Regions from separate parts of the Sus scrofa genome. Here region 2 is linked to region 1. The links are chromatin contacts, called in public Hi-C maps. All regions are on one chromosome and are shown on one strand. The core of a region is the stretch at or near the end of the contact, and the rest is flanking DNA. Distances in the headings are between cores, read along the strand shown.

The links. Hi-C and Micro-C count contacts between places; a contact is called where the count stands out from the background.
Region 2: a contact with region 1 is called in a Hi-C map of fetal skeletal muscle, with 3 times the contacts expected there. The contact joins the promoter of CPNE5 here to the enhancer-like site in region 1. A contact is called at or near these places in 12 of 47 Hi-C or Micro-C datasets (embryonic fibroblasts, epiblast stem cells, fetal heart ventricle and 7 more) and 1 of 2 datasets of contacts at active chromatin or transcription factors (alveolar macrophages).

The regions. Positions count from the first base shown.
Region 1 is chr7:32,310,214-32,316,851 of Sscrofa11.1, reverse strand. LOC102161912 (a long non-coding RNA gene) reads left to right here. Exons shown (of 4, transcript XR_304410.3): 2 at 5,033-5,364; 3 at 5,735-6,028. Among named protein-coding and RNA genes, the nearest start is that of SRSF3, 24 kb to the right of the region's middle. Within about 2 kb of position 3,476, at least 25 of the 83 cell types and tissues checked have an H3K27ac peak or open chromatin away from gene starts, as enhancers often do. A contact at or near this core is called in alveolar macrophages, fetal skeletal muscle and retroperitoneal adipose tissue, where this site is marked.
Region 2 is chr7:32,506,464-32,512,840 of Sscrofa11.1, reverse strand. CPNE5 (copine-5) reads left to right here and starts at 4,451. Exons shown (of 23, transcript XR_002345691.1): 1 at 4,451-5,191.

The DNA of each region.
Region 1 (6,638 bases), core at 2,227-4,726:
CACCCTCTACCACCATTTGGCCTGAGCTGCCATACTGAAAGCGAAAGGAGGAGTTGGAACAGAAAGAAAAATAATAAAACCACAGAAAGAGAAGAAACAGCTGGCAGAATATTGGAAAAATTCCCAGGCAGGAATCCCCAGCCCTCAAGGGCTGAGCCTGACTGAAGACACTCTTAAAGGGCAATCTGGAAATTCGCTCTTAACACTGTTGCCAACTCACGGGAATACGTGACCCCTGGAAAGTGTATATGCATGAAGTCAAGTGGCATTTTGAGGGTCAGAGTGGAGCTAAGATGGGGAGGGGAGGGGGAGGGGACGCAAAGTGGGGGCATGTGTCTGAGGACTAGGCCTCTGTGGGATTCCAGTGATCAGGGCCTTTCCCCGAGGCAGAATCCAGGAAGGAGAAGGCTTGGCCAAACTATGCAGCCAAGAGGGTGTGCATGCAGGTGCAGGGAGGGGCACTCCAAGAGGCTGCACTGGCAGCAGCGGGTGGTGGCAGCCAAAATAAAGTTGGCTGCTCTTACCTAAACCAGAATGAAATTTTATATCCGTTCAGGAAACATGGATGAAAACTGGAAAAGGTTGAAACAAGGATCTGGCTTGTGCTTCTAAGTGTCTGGAGCAGGCATGGCAGTGGTTGGCAGACAGGGAGGCAAAAGCAGTGGTACCACCCACACAAAAGTGTGGCTCCAGCCGTGCACAGGGAGCTGCAAGCTGGCCACCAAGAGGGGCTGGCATTGGGATTTCTGATGAAGAAATGTGAAGGGACCTGCAGAGCAGGGGATGGGAGAGAATGGGGGTGGGGCTGTGGCTCACCTGAACACTGGGTTTGAGGGAGTTTGGAGAGAGGGCCTGAGGCTGGATGCTGCGCAAAGCATCGTTGTCTTCTGGCCAAGTCTGGGAGACCCTTTGAGCCGCCTTGTTTTTGGCTCAGGGCTTGACCCACCAGAAAGGCCTCTTCACCCCTCATGAATTGCAATTAATAATAATACAAATAATAATCCACAGTGAACTGGTGGCCTCTTAGATGGGGAGGGAACAATTTATACCAAGTTCATTAATTCCAGAGAAGGTATGGCCTAAGGAATATTCCAAGCCCTATGTACTTAATCTTCTTTCTCTTCACTCTTCTCCCACCTCTTCAATGAGGCCAGGGGGCTGCATTTCCCCCCGAACTCCCAAATCTTTCCAACCACATGCCCCCAGTTTAATCTTATAAAGGCACTGGGTCCCCTTGTCCAACATTTGCTGCCCTCTGGACCAGCCCATGTTACCCAGCAACCTGACTTCTCACCCTTTCTCACTGAGGGTCGCAGAGTGTCATGGTCAGAGCATGGGCCCTGGGTTTGAATTCTGCCTCCACCACTCAGTGTCAGTGCTTCCTCATCTGTGGACTAGAGATAATAACCATACCTACTTTATATGGGTGTTTTGAAGATAAAATGAATAAAGTATTTAAAATAGTACCAGGTATGTAGTAAGCTCTCAATAAATGTGAGCTATTATTTATGTTGTTGCTATTTACTGCAATGTCCATGGAGGAGGGATTTTTGTTCACCAACCTCATCCAGGTAACTTGAACAGTGTCCAGTACATAGTAGATGCCTAATGAATGTATGTTAATTTATTCATTGTTGTAAATGCTCTGTTCTAACCAAACTCTTCCCTGTAACATACTTTATACCTTCCTACTTCCATGCCTTTGCTCACCCCATTCCCACTTCTTAAAGGGCCTTACCATTCCAATGTAATTCCTCCTACTACTTAAAATTTCCAGCTCCTGCCTCCCCTCCCTTCAGAGGGCCTCCTCCTTCAGGCTCAGAACTTGTACAAAACGAGCACTCAGTAAAGGCTCAGTGGTTTGTGGATGGGTTTTTTTACACTTTGGCTCCAAAACAGAATTTCCTCACTGACTTGGCACTTAATGTTTACTGCCTCCTGGGGTGGCCTCTAAGAAGTAGAGTCCCCAGTTACTATATATGTCCTTTATCTTGTGACATTGAGAGAGAACTTCCCAGGTAAAGGCACCTGAATAACTAGACAGAACTAGACATGTGGTCTCCAAACCACAGTTTCTGGGATTCCTAATTGTTGAGAGACATGGCATCTGTTTGCCCAAGAAACAGGAGCCAGGCAGCTTTGCATTAACAGGCTGCTTTCTGCCCTGGACAGGGCAACAGCTGCCTATAACTTGGCTGTTTATCTGCTAAAAAAAGAAATTCCATGGTGACCAGTTGACTCAAACCAACTCCCAGTGTGAGGCGGTAGTTTCAAAGTCCCTAATGACACCAAATGCTTTCCACCCAGTCCTTAATAAAAAGAAGAAACCAAAAGAAAAGAAAAAAGAAAAGAAACAAGGGCAAAACTTGAACAGGAATTTGCATGAGTCCATATTCTAAACCACCCAGAGTGTTCAATGTCAGATCTGGAATTGGATCTAGAAGGTTGTAGGCCTAATAGCCCCTTCCAAGCAAGCTTGTCTCCTGCAAAGGGCCCTTCCCCAGAGACAGAGCACTCACCACTTCCTGAGAAGGCCCACTGCTTGTCTTCAGAAGCCTGGGGGCAGGCAGAGGACAGGAGACTGACCTTACTGGTGGCACTTACACACCAAGCTGTCCATGAGGCTCCTTGAATAGCATGGTTTCATGTTTTGCTCCACCGCCAACAGACACACACTCATCACATACTAGGCCTTCTCATACATGCATTACATACATGGCTCTCTTTTGATCCTCACATGCAGCCAGGAAGGCAGGCCTAACTAGTTCTGCAATTTTAAGGTGGAGAAACTTAAGCTGAGGAAGATGAACTGTCCCCCGTGCACCACTTGAAAATGTCCCAGCTGGATGGAACCTGGGCCCAGAATCCATTCTCTGAGTCTAGAGCTAAGTGGAATTTAGTGTGGGCCCTTCTTTCCCAGGAGAGTGCCACTGCCTCCTCTCCAATACCACGGCCATGCTTCATGCCTCCCAGTCACTACTATCTATGTGAACTTTGCGCTTTGCCCCTATTGACTCAGAAGTGCTGCCTGATAAAGACGGCATCGCCCAGCTTTATAGTTTCCTCCCAGCCTTTCTGGCGACACCTGAGCTTGCTGCTTCCCTCTTCCCCCACCCCCATCCCCACACTCTCTCACTCATGTACAGTCACCCTCGCACACTCAGAGTCTCACTAGTCACATACACCATACATACATGATCACATACATTCACACATAGACACACATAAGCATTCGTACATTAACACACATACAGTCATCCACCTCTGTGGTGGTTAATGAGTGAGGACTACTTTCTAGGAAATCATGCTTGCTTCTCCTAATGCCCTTTCCTAGCCACTGGAGTTATAGGCTTCTGCCTTATTTCATGTTTAATAAATGAGCAACTCACCCTCTAAGGACCATGGTCCCTAACTTCCTATACTTACAAGCAAACCTGCATGTTCTCTGCATGGAGTTGAGAACTAGCTTTCTTCCCCATGCTGCCACCTTGTGTCCTGAGCCTAGAACTGCAGACTTTGTGCCCAGAGGATACTCACTTGCCTAGGGGGTTCCAGTACCCACGTGGGCTGTTGAGGGAGGTCTACATCCAGCTGACCCTCTCTAAAGATGGGCAATCTGAGGAAATGAAGATACCCTCTTCCTTTACCTGATCGTCATATGCAGTCCATTGGCATGGGAGTTGGGTGGGTGTACCGCTTAGACCGTGTGTGGAAGAACTCTTATGGTGAAGAAGCCAACAATCATCATATAATCATAGGATTGCTGACTTACATCGGTGTCTTTTTCTCTTTTCTTTCTTTCGCTCTTTTTTTCGGGGGGGGGGGTCTTTTTAGGGCCACACCCATGGCATATGGAGGTTCCTAGGCTAGGGGTCGAATTGGAGCTGCGGCTGCTGGCCTGCACCACAGCCACAACAGCACCAGATCTGAGCAACATTTGTGACCTATACCACAGCTCACGGCAACACTGGATCCTTAACCCACTGAGCGAGGCCAGGGATTGAACCTGCATCCTCATGGATACTAGTCGGATTTGTTTCCTCTACACCACTGTGGGAACTCCTTGACATCCTTCGAATCATCCTGATAGTGGATTTGGCTAAACCTTGGTGAGGAAGGTGTGATAGCAGATAACTTTGTGACATCTGACACTAACCCAAGAGCTGCCCTTTGCTCCTTGCCTAGGGCCTTGAAAGTCTGCCTGTGGCCTCTGGCCTAGAGCTTGAGCTATAGACATAGGTGTGACTGGCTCTCCCCTTGACCTCATTTACCCGACTCAAGGACACTTCCAGGCCTCTGCCTTTGGTGAGGCAGCCCAGGAGGTATGCCCCCTTTCCTCCTTGAGCCCATAGCCAATGTGTTTCAGGCAGTGATTTCATCTCATCTCTTATTTTACTCGATTTTATTTTTGGCCCTCTGATGCAGTGCGATGAATCAATCCTACACCCCAGATGATGGCTCACAGTCATCACTAGTCCTGGCAAGTCCATTCTTGTTTTATGTATTCCCCTTTACCCTGTGGATCACTGCCATCCCCCTACCCCACAGGCAGCCATTCTAGTGTATCCTTTTATCTATATGTATTCTAAGTGCAGGGTTTTTAGGCATGTGTTGCTATACACCATTGCCTAGTGCCTTATTCTTTCATTACCATTTTCCTAGTAGTGTTATTTAATGTGTTTGGGAAAGGGTTAATGTATACCTGTCAAAGAGTGCAGGTGCCCTAAGTGTTCACTGAGACTCTGCATTAGTGATTATGGAAGTGACTGCACTTTTTCACTGAGTTGTGTTTCCTAGAACATAACCTCAGGATTGTGGCCCATGGGTGACCCGACTGGGCAAGGCTGCCTTTGTTCTCTAACCTGAAGATAGTAATAGCACCTACCCTCTGAGGGTTGCTGTGATTAAATCGTTAACAAGGTGAACAGTGCTGGGCACCTATGAAACTTTCATTAAAGATTATTGGTGGGTTTTTTTCCCATTTAAACCATATACTAGCCCTATAAAATAGTATATTAATTCCATTTTACAGATGACAAGACCAAGGCCTAAGGAGCCATGGAAGATGCTCACGCTTGCGTAACAGTATTGCCCGGAGCCAAATCCAGGTCTCCAGACTCTGAATGCTGTGCTCTCCCGCTAGAAACAGCCATAGAACTCGATCCCAAGGCGCAACCTGGAGATATTGTGAAGAACCTTCTTGATGTTGCTCTGAGCAATGAAAGACGACCCAGTGGCCACTGCAGAGACAACTCCTGGCCCTGGCAGTCTTCATTCTTCATTGGCATCATTTTCCCATACTGCGGCCTTCACACCCACTGGCCCTCCCTAAGAAATAACCTGCTTCCTCCAGGGGTTTAACAGGTATCCATGTAGCCTCTGAATGAATGTGAATCCCAATGCCAAGGCTGTTAAGAGCATATACACACAGCTGAGATGTGCCACAAGCGCTTAGGCCTAAGAAGTCAGGCTTTGGGTTCTAGTTCTGGCTGTGGCATTTCCTCACTCTAGGGTAAGTTAGTTTCCTTCTCTAAGCTTCAGTTTCCACATCTGTGCAGTGGGAATAGTAACTGTTAACAGAGCTGCATGAGGATTAAGATTTGAGACTGCTCCAATCTCAAATACTAACACTTGCCTGACTGCTGTAGCACAAAAGCCTGTTAAAAAGCATGCTCCTACTTTGGATGAATTGTCACCCACTGTATGCATTGAACCTTTTTCCTTTCCCCTCCAGGAAGATGACTGTCTGGACCTGCCATCCTTACAAAAAAACACCTCATTCTTTTTCTGGACTTGCCAAATTCTAGAATGTCAGTGCTGAAAAAGACCTTGCAGGCCATTTGGTCCCAGTGTAACAAACTTGTCTTCAATCATGGGCTGCCTCCGCCTGAAGCAGTGGATAAAGCTGAGTCAGAGCTCAGCTGGCAGACATTTGTTACAGGGTGCAAGGAGAAGGTGCAGGCCACCATGTGAGGTAACATGCCACCTCCAGCCCAGCTGTCCCTGCTCCTGCAGACGGGCTTACCAAGTAAGTGAGGATCCCTTCTCTTCCTTCACCTGACCCTCAGGGCTACTAGATATGACTGCCTGGTTGGCACAGGAGATAAGTGTGTGTGCTACCTGGACCAGCATATGGCAGGGCCTACATCACAAGTGACTATTTACAATCATACAATTAGAGTTCATGAGCTGATGTCCTTATCTTTTTCAAATTCTTTAAAATTATCGTTTTGGAATAAAAATTATACTAATAGGTTTTAAGGAAACAATTTGCCAACAATCCACTTGACCTCTACCTCCATGCATATTTTTAACCTTTGAAATGCACCATGCATATTTGTTACTTTAGGCATTTCTTTTAGAAAAGAATAGAAATATTTGCTGGGAACTACTTTTTTTTTTTTTTTTTTTTTTTGCTTTTTTAGGGCCTCATCTGTGGCATATGGATGCTCCCAGGCTAGGGATTGAATTGGAGCTATAGCTGCTGGCCACAGCTACAGCAGCACAGGATCTGAGCTGTGTCTGTGACCTACACCACAGCTCATGGCAATGCTGGATCCTTAACCCACTGATTGAGGTCAGGGAATCAAACCTGTGTCCCCATGGCTTCGTTACCATGAAGCCATGACAGGAACTCC
Region 2 (6,377 bases), core at 3,202-5,701, 200 kb before region 1:
TGAGCTGCCTCTCGAAATTGCTCTGCCATCATTAACACCGTGCATTAGGTCAGATGAGAGTGTGTTTGCAGTCTTGGATGGCAAAGGCAAAACGCTGATGCTGATTATTCCAGATCTTCTGGGTCTGGCCCATTCCGTGCTCACAGTTTGTAATCAGAGAAACAAACATTGGTGAATGGTGGGGTGGGCCAGGGCCATGGTTGGTTCTATTCTGGCTGCCAGCCTCAGACAGCATATCTATAGCACCTGCTGGCCTGCTGGACATCGCAGCTGACCTCAGTCACTTAGCACTATCCCATCCTCCAAAGAGAAAGGACTTCTCCAATGGCATAGGCTGCTTTTGAACCATCAACAATTCATTTGAGGAGTTTCCATGGTGGCGCAGTGGAAACGAATCCAACTAGGAACCATGAGGTTGCAGGTTCTATTTCTGGCCTCGCTCAGTGGGTTAAGGATCCAGCATTGCCGTGAGCTGTAGTGTAGGTCACAGACGCGGCTTGGATCTGGCGTTGCTGTGGCTGTGGTGTAGGCCGGCAGCAACAGCTCCGATTAGACCCCTAGCCTGGGAATCTCCATGTGCCATGGGTGCAGCCCTAAAAAAAAAAAGACCAAAAAAAAAAAAAAATTTCATTTGAGCAAGGATTGTGAGCATTTTGCCCTGGGTCTGCTTAGCAAGTTTTGTGTTCTGGAATCACTGGCTAGCCATGTAGCTTTGGTGTCCCCTTCTGAAAAGCCTCTGTGCCCAGAGGAGGCCAAGGCCCATGGCATTGCATCATGGCTCCTCACCTCCTGGCCTCATAGTCTACCTCTGCTACCTTCATCCTGTGCTGCAGCTACACTAGGGTCCCTAAATACAGCTCTCTGGGAGTTCCCTGAGAGGGTTGAGGACGGGACATTGTCATTGCTGTGGCATGGGTTTGATCCAGAGCCCAGGAACTTCTGCATGCTGCGAGTGTGGCCAACCACCCCCCCCAACAACAACAACAACAACAACAAAAAACAAAACAAACCAAAAGAAAACACAAAAACAACCACAGCTCTCCAGCCCTTAATCATACTGGTCTCCAACCAGGAGCACCTGCTCAGCCGCATCCTCCAGGCAGTTTGTCATCTGTAGCAGCCTCTGTCCTGTGCCCTCACTTTTACCACTGCAGTGTGCTGCAGCCCCACATCCAACTGCCAAGCCCCTGTATTTCTTTGCTTGAAGGTTTCTCTGGCTTCTAGAAATTTTGTTGCCACTCTATGCTGGACAGGACAGAGTGCCAGAGAGGTAACGCCCTCTGGAAGCAGCCCTCAGCCACTGAGGCAGGGACTGCTGAGAGGTGGTGTGTACACACCACTGCTCCCTGCCCCTCCCATGGGCTAAGTGTGAGATGTGTTCTGCTGGTCTCCCAGAGCTCCTCAGTGGGAATAAGCCCTGGTCGCCCACAGGGATAACTGGTTTGATAAAGCTCCCTTATTGGCTGCCTTTCCTGCCTCACCTCCACATTTCCCACACAGCATTTCCTTAATCTCCCAAATAAACTACTTGCGTTTAAATCTCTCTCTCAGGGTCTGGTTCTGAGGGAAGCAAACAGTCATCATCTTCAATGTCCATCTCAGTATCACCGCCTTTTTGCAGTTCCTCCTGACGCTCCTTTGTGCCCACTCCTGGGGCCGACCTGATGGTCAGCTCTTCTCTGCTCCGCTGGCTCTTTGTACCTACCTCAACAACACGCCTCATGCTCCACTATGATTTATTTGCTGCATGTCCTGGGGCCCTCACTAGCCTGGGAACTTTGGAGAGATATACTATGTCTTTTTCACCTGTTTATTCTCTGAACCTAAGGCAGCACCTGAGCACCTGACACACAGTAAGTGCCATACACACACACACACACACACAGCCAAAGAGCCAGCAATGGAAATGCAATGGATTAAGAGGGAATAGAGAGAAATAGACAAGTTCCAGAACCTTCCTAGAAAGAGGCCCAAGGGCTGCTATGCCAGATGCTGTCACATTAAAGGTTTATATAGTAGAACTTCGTTCTCACCACTCACCTGCTCAACAACCTGCGATGGCTCCCACTTGTCTTCCTCCACTAGGCCTAATTTCATGGATGTTTTTTTTTTTTTTTTTTGTCTTTTGTCTTTTTGTTGTTGTTGTTGCTATTTCTTGGGCCGCTCCCGCGGCATATGGAGGTTCCCAGGCTAGGGGTTAAATCGGAGCTGTAGCCACCGGCCTACGCCAGAGCCACAGCAACGCGGGATCCGAGCCGCGTCTGCAACCTACACCACAGCTCACGGCAACGCCGGATCGTTAACCCACTGAGCAAGGGCAGGACCGAACCCGCAACCTCATGGTTCCTAGTCAGATTCGTTAACCACTGCGCCACGACGGGAACTCCTCATGGATGTTTTTTTTTTTTCTTTTTACAGCCGAACCTGTGGCACATGGTAGTTCCTGGGCTAGGGGTCCAATCAGAGCGCGAGCTGCCGGTCTATACTGCAGCCACAGCAATGCAGGATCCGAGTCACATCTGTGACCTACACTGCAGCTTGCGGCAATGCCAGATCCTTAACCCACAGAGCGAGGCCAGGGATTGAACCCGAATCCACACAGACACTGTGTCGGGTACATTAACTCACTGAGCCACAACGGAAGCTCACGTGGATGGCTTTTAAAACCCTCCATCATTCGGCCCCATCCTAAGAGGTGGTCAAGACTCTTGTTCAGAGTCAGGCTTTGGTCTCAACAGCCTAGGTTCACCTTCTTGCTCTCCCACTTCCCAGTTGGGTAATCATGGGTGAGTTACTTAGCTTCCCTGGGATAATAATACCTCACACCTATACTTATTTTAAGACCTTATAATCGTGCATGGTCCTTATGAATATACTAAAAACCACTGATCTGTGTACTTTAAGATGGTGAATTTTATAGAACAGGAAAGTATCTAAAAATTAAGCATGGCGTCTGCCCTAGGATAGGCTCTTTGAAAACAGAGTGGTGATTATCATTCTTACCAAGGAGATTTCCCAAGGGCGGGAGCACCTGGCCGGGCACAGGGCAGGTACTCTGTAAACACTGGCAGAACATTCCATAAGTATGTTTGAAGCATGTCCAAGACAGGTATGGGGTGGGGGAATGGAGGGCACAGACATTCCAAGCCCAGTTTTTCGCTCTTGGGGAATGGAGGCCGGACTAATTCCTGGTGGTGACAGGGCCTCAAGGCTAAACCGGAGAGAGGGTGGAGCCCTCCTACCCAGTAACCGCCCACTGCCCTGGGAATCCCAGCGCCTTTGTTCTGGGTATCCCAGGTGACAGAACCCAGTCCAGCCAATCCTGAGCCATGGCTAAACGGAGAACACTTAACCCTAGAGGATGAACCTGTTCTTAATATTTTTCTTTGACTGGCTGTATGTGATGTTCTGGGAATTGACTTCAAACAATCGCAACGCCCCGTCAGGCGTCAGGCCCCGCTGCCAAAGCCAGGCCTAGAGGGCGGGGCTTTTCCCGGGCCAGCCTCAGGCTCCAGGCCTCCCCAGACCCCTCCCCGGGGCACAAAGGCGGCTCGGTCCAAACGCTAGGCGGTGGGAGCAGAAGGGGAGATTCCAGCTCAACAAAGCTGAGACAGGCTGAGGAGGGGCTGTGGGGGATTTCCTAGAAACCAGCCAATGTGCGAGGCCCAGGGGAGACGCCACGGAGCTGCAAACCCAGGTCCAGAAGGGCGAGACTGGGTCAGGGTCGGCCGCAAAGGGCTGGCTGGGAGGGGGCCGCCTGGGAGGCCCGCCTCAACTCTCTCCTCTCTCCCGAGGCTGGGATCTCCCACGGCTGGGATCGGAGCCTCGCACACAGCAGGCTCGGTGCAGGTTTCAGAAAAGCCCGGGGAGCTTGAACCACCCTGTGCTTGGAGGAAGCTTCTAGACCTGAGAGCTGGCTCAGCCTTGTGGTCACGACGACGGGACGCGGGTGGGGTGGGGGCGCTGGTGAGTGGCTTAGGTAGCTAATTCCGCGTGGCCAGGCCCAGAGGGAGCCAGAGGCGGATATTGGGGCGGGCGGGGGGCGCCCATACGCCCACCCTGCCTAGGCCTAAAGGGAAGCCGAGGCCGCCCCTCTGGGCACTGGGGTCGCCCCCACAGTCTTCCCCAGGAGATGAAGAGTCTGTTTCTGGACCGAGACCCGCCCCTTGGTGGGGCGCACCCTCAGCAAAGACACACACCCCCAAACCTCTGGGGGTGGGGGTGCTGTCTCTTTGCATACGTGCCCCCCCCCCGCCCGGCTCCGCACAGACCCTTCTCTTACAGATGCCCTTTGGTTCACACATCCCTCTTCCTTCCCGGCATCTGGAACCCCGTCCCCACGCGCGCCACACGCACGCACACACAGACTCACACGCTGGCACGGACACACTCACACCCGCGCGCAGACCCCGCCCGCGGCCCCGCCCCGGCCCCTGCGGGCGCCCCCTCCGGCGTTCGAGGACCCGGCACGCAGCCGGCCCCGGGTGGCGGGAGGCGGCGGCTTGGGGCAGATTTGATTTTCCCGCAGCCCAGGCGCCCCGGAGCCGGAGTCCGAGCCGAGGAGGTGGCGCTCGCAGCCGCGTCCCCAGCCCCGCCGCCGCCCGCGAGGAGACCCGGCGGGAGGCGGCGCAGCCTCTGAGCTCAGGGCTCGCTCGGCGCTGCTTGAGTCCCACCACCCCCACAGCCCGCGCCCCATCCCGCCCCCCACGCCCCTCGCCTTCTCCTGCACCTCCTCTGCCCCCACCCCCAAACTCCCCGCCCCTCTGCCGGGGCCGCTGGCCACGACTCCGCGAGTCCCTCCCCGCGCCCCTCCGGCTTTCCCCGCTGCGCCCGGCTCCCTGAGCTGCTTGCCCCTCTCCGCTGGGCCCCCAGCCTCGTCGCGTCACCCGCACCCTCTCCTCTATCCTCGGCCCCCGCTCCCTCCGCCCCCCTTCCCTCTCTCACTTCCCACGCCCCCTCTTTCGCTCTCCTCTCTCCTCCCTTTGCCGCCCAGCCCCAGCTCCGGAGTTGGGGGAGAGACCAGGGTTTCTGTTGCTCCGGAGCAGGCGTGAATCGCGCAGGGATTGACGAATTTAGGGTGGGGGGCACGGTGGGCTATGGAGCAGCCCGAGGACATGGCGTCGCTGAGCGAGTTCGACTCCTTGGCGGGCAGCATCCCGGCCACCAAGGTGGAGATCACCGTGTCCTGCAGGTGAGCTGCCCGCTGGCCGGGGCCCCCCTGCCCCGCCCCTGGACCCGAAGCCCCTCGGCCCCTGCGGCTGCGACCCTCTGCCTTCGCGCGCCCGCTTCCAGAGTCCTTTCCTCCAGGACGCCCCTCTGCCTGTGGGGCAAGAGCCCCTGTCCAGCCACGGGTGGCGACGGGGGATTGGGAAAATAGGTTTAGGGTCGTTTCCCGGAAAGTTTGCACTCGCGGCTGTTGTTGTGAGGAGATAAGACACAGGAAAGGGCCCAGGCGCACGAGTGGGGAGACGGAGGTAGTGAAAGGACGTGGCAGGGTCTTCACGCAGTCTCTTTCTGATTATCCCCTCCCCAAATCGAGAAAAGAGTGGTTGCCTCATTCCTGCCAGGCGTGCCCAGCCTCTGCCCTCTGTGCCCTCCTCTCTCTTCCCCCCTCTCCTTTGCCCCAACCTTCTCACTCTCTCCTTCCTCACCCACCCACCCACTATTCTAGACCCAGGATTCTAAAGCCTTTCATCACCTCCGACAACAAAATGACTCTTGGAAAAGGATCATATTGATTCATTCATCCTGAGGTGTGGATAACTGATAACAACTTAAAGAGGCACATTAAAAAAAATAAATAACCGGGGTGCAAAATCTTAAGCAGAAGGACTAGAACACTGAGTGTGGAATTTTAGAGTCCAGCAAGGGTGTGTGTGTGTGTGTGTGTGTGTGTGACATGTCACACAGGTTTCAGGAGTGACTTCTCCATCTAAACTGGGTCTCCCCCCGGTTCTTCTGTCTGAGAGGAAGGCTGCCCAGGCAGCAAGGGGTACAGTGGGGAAGGGAGGATTTTTCCCTAGTGTAGTCACCCTGTGGCTGGCCCAGGGATTCTGAGGGGCAACTGTGGCCTATGCATAGTTCACCTCTTGAGTTTTTGCTGGAGATGCCATTCCCCCACCCAAATGACCAACAGCATTTTTGGGTTCTGGGTGTGCACTTGTTCCAAAGAGCCACCCCATCCTCTTCCAGGCTCCTCTTTGGTCAGACCTTTTATCCACCCTCACAGCCCCCCAACCCTGTATCCCAGAGGTGCAGCACTGAGAAGGTGTAGATGGAGTCAGAGTAGCCAGTCTGGGATGTGAGAGAGGGAAGGACTGGGGGGTTAGGGGGGTTAGATTGAGTGCGGGTGAGGGCTGATGAGGTTAAACACAGCT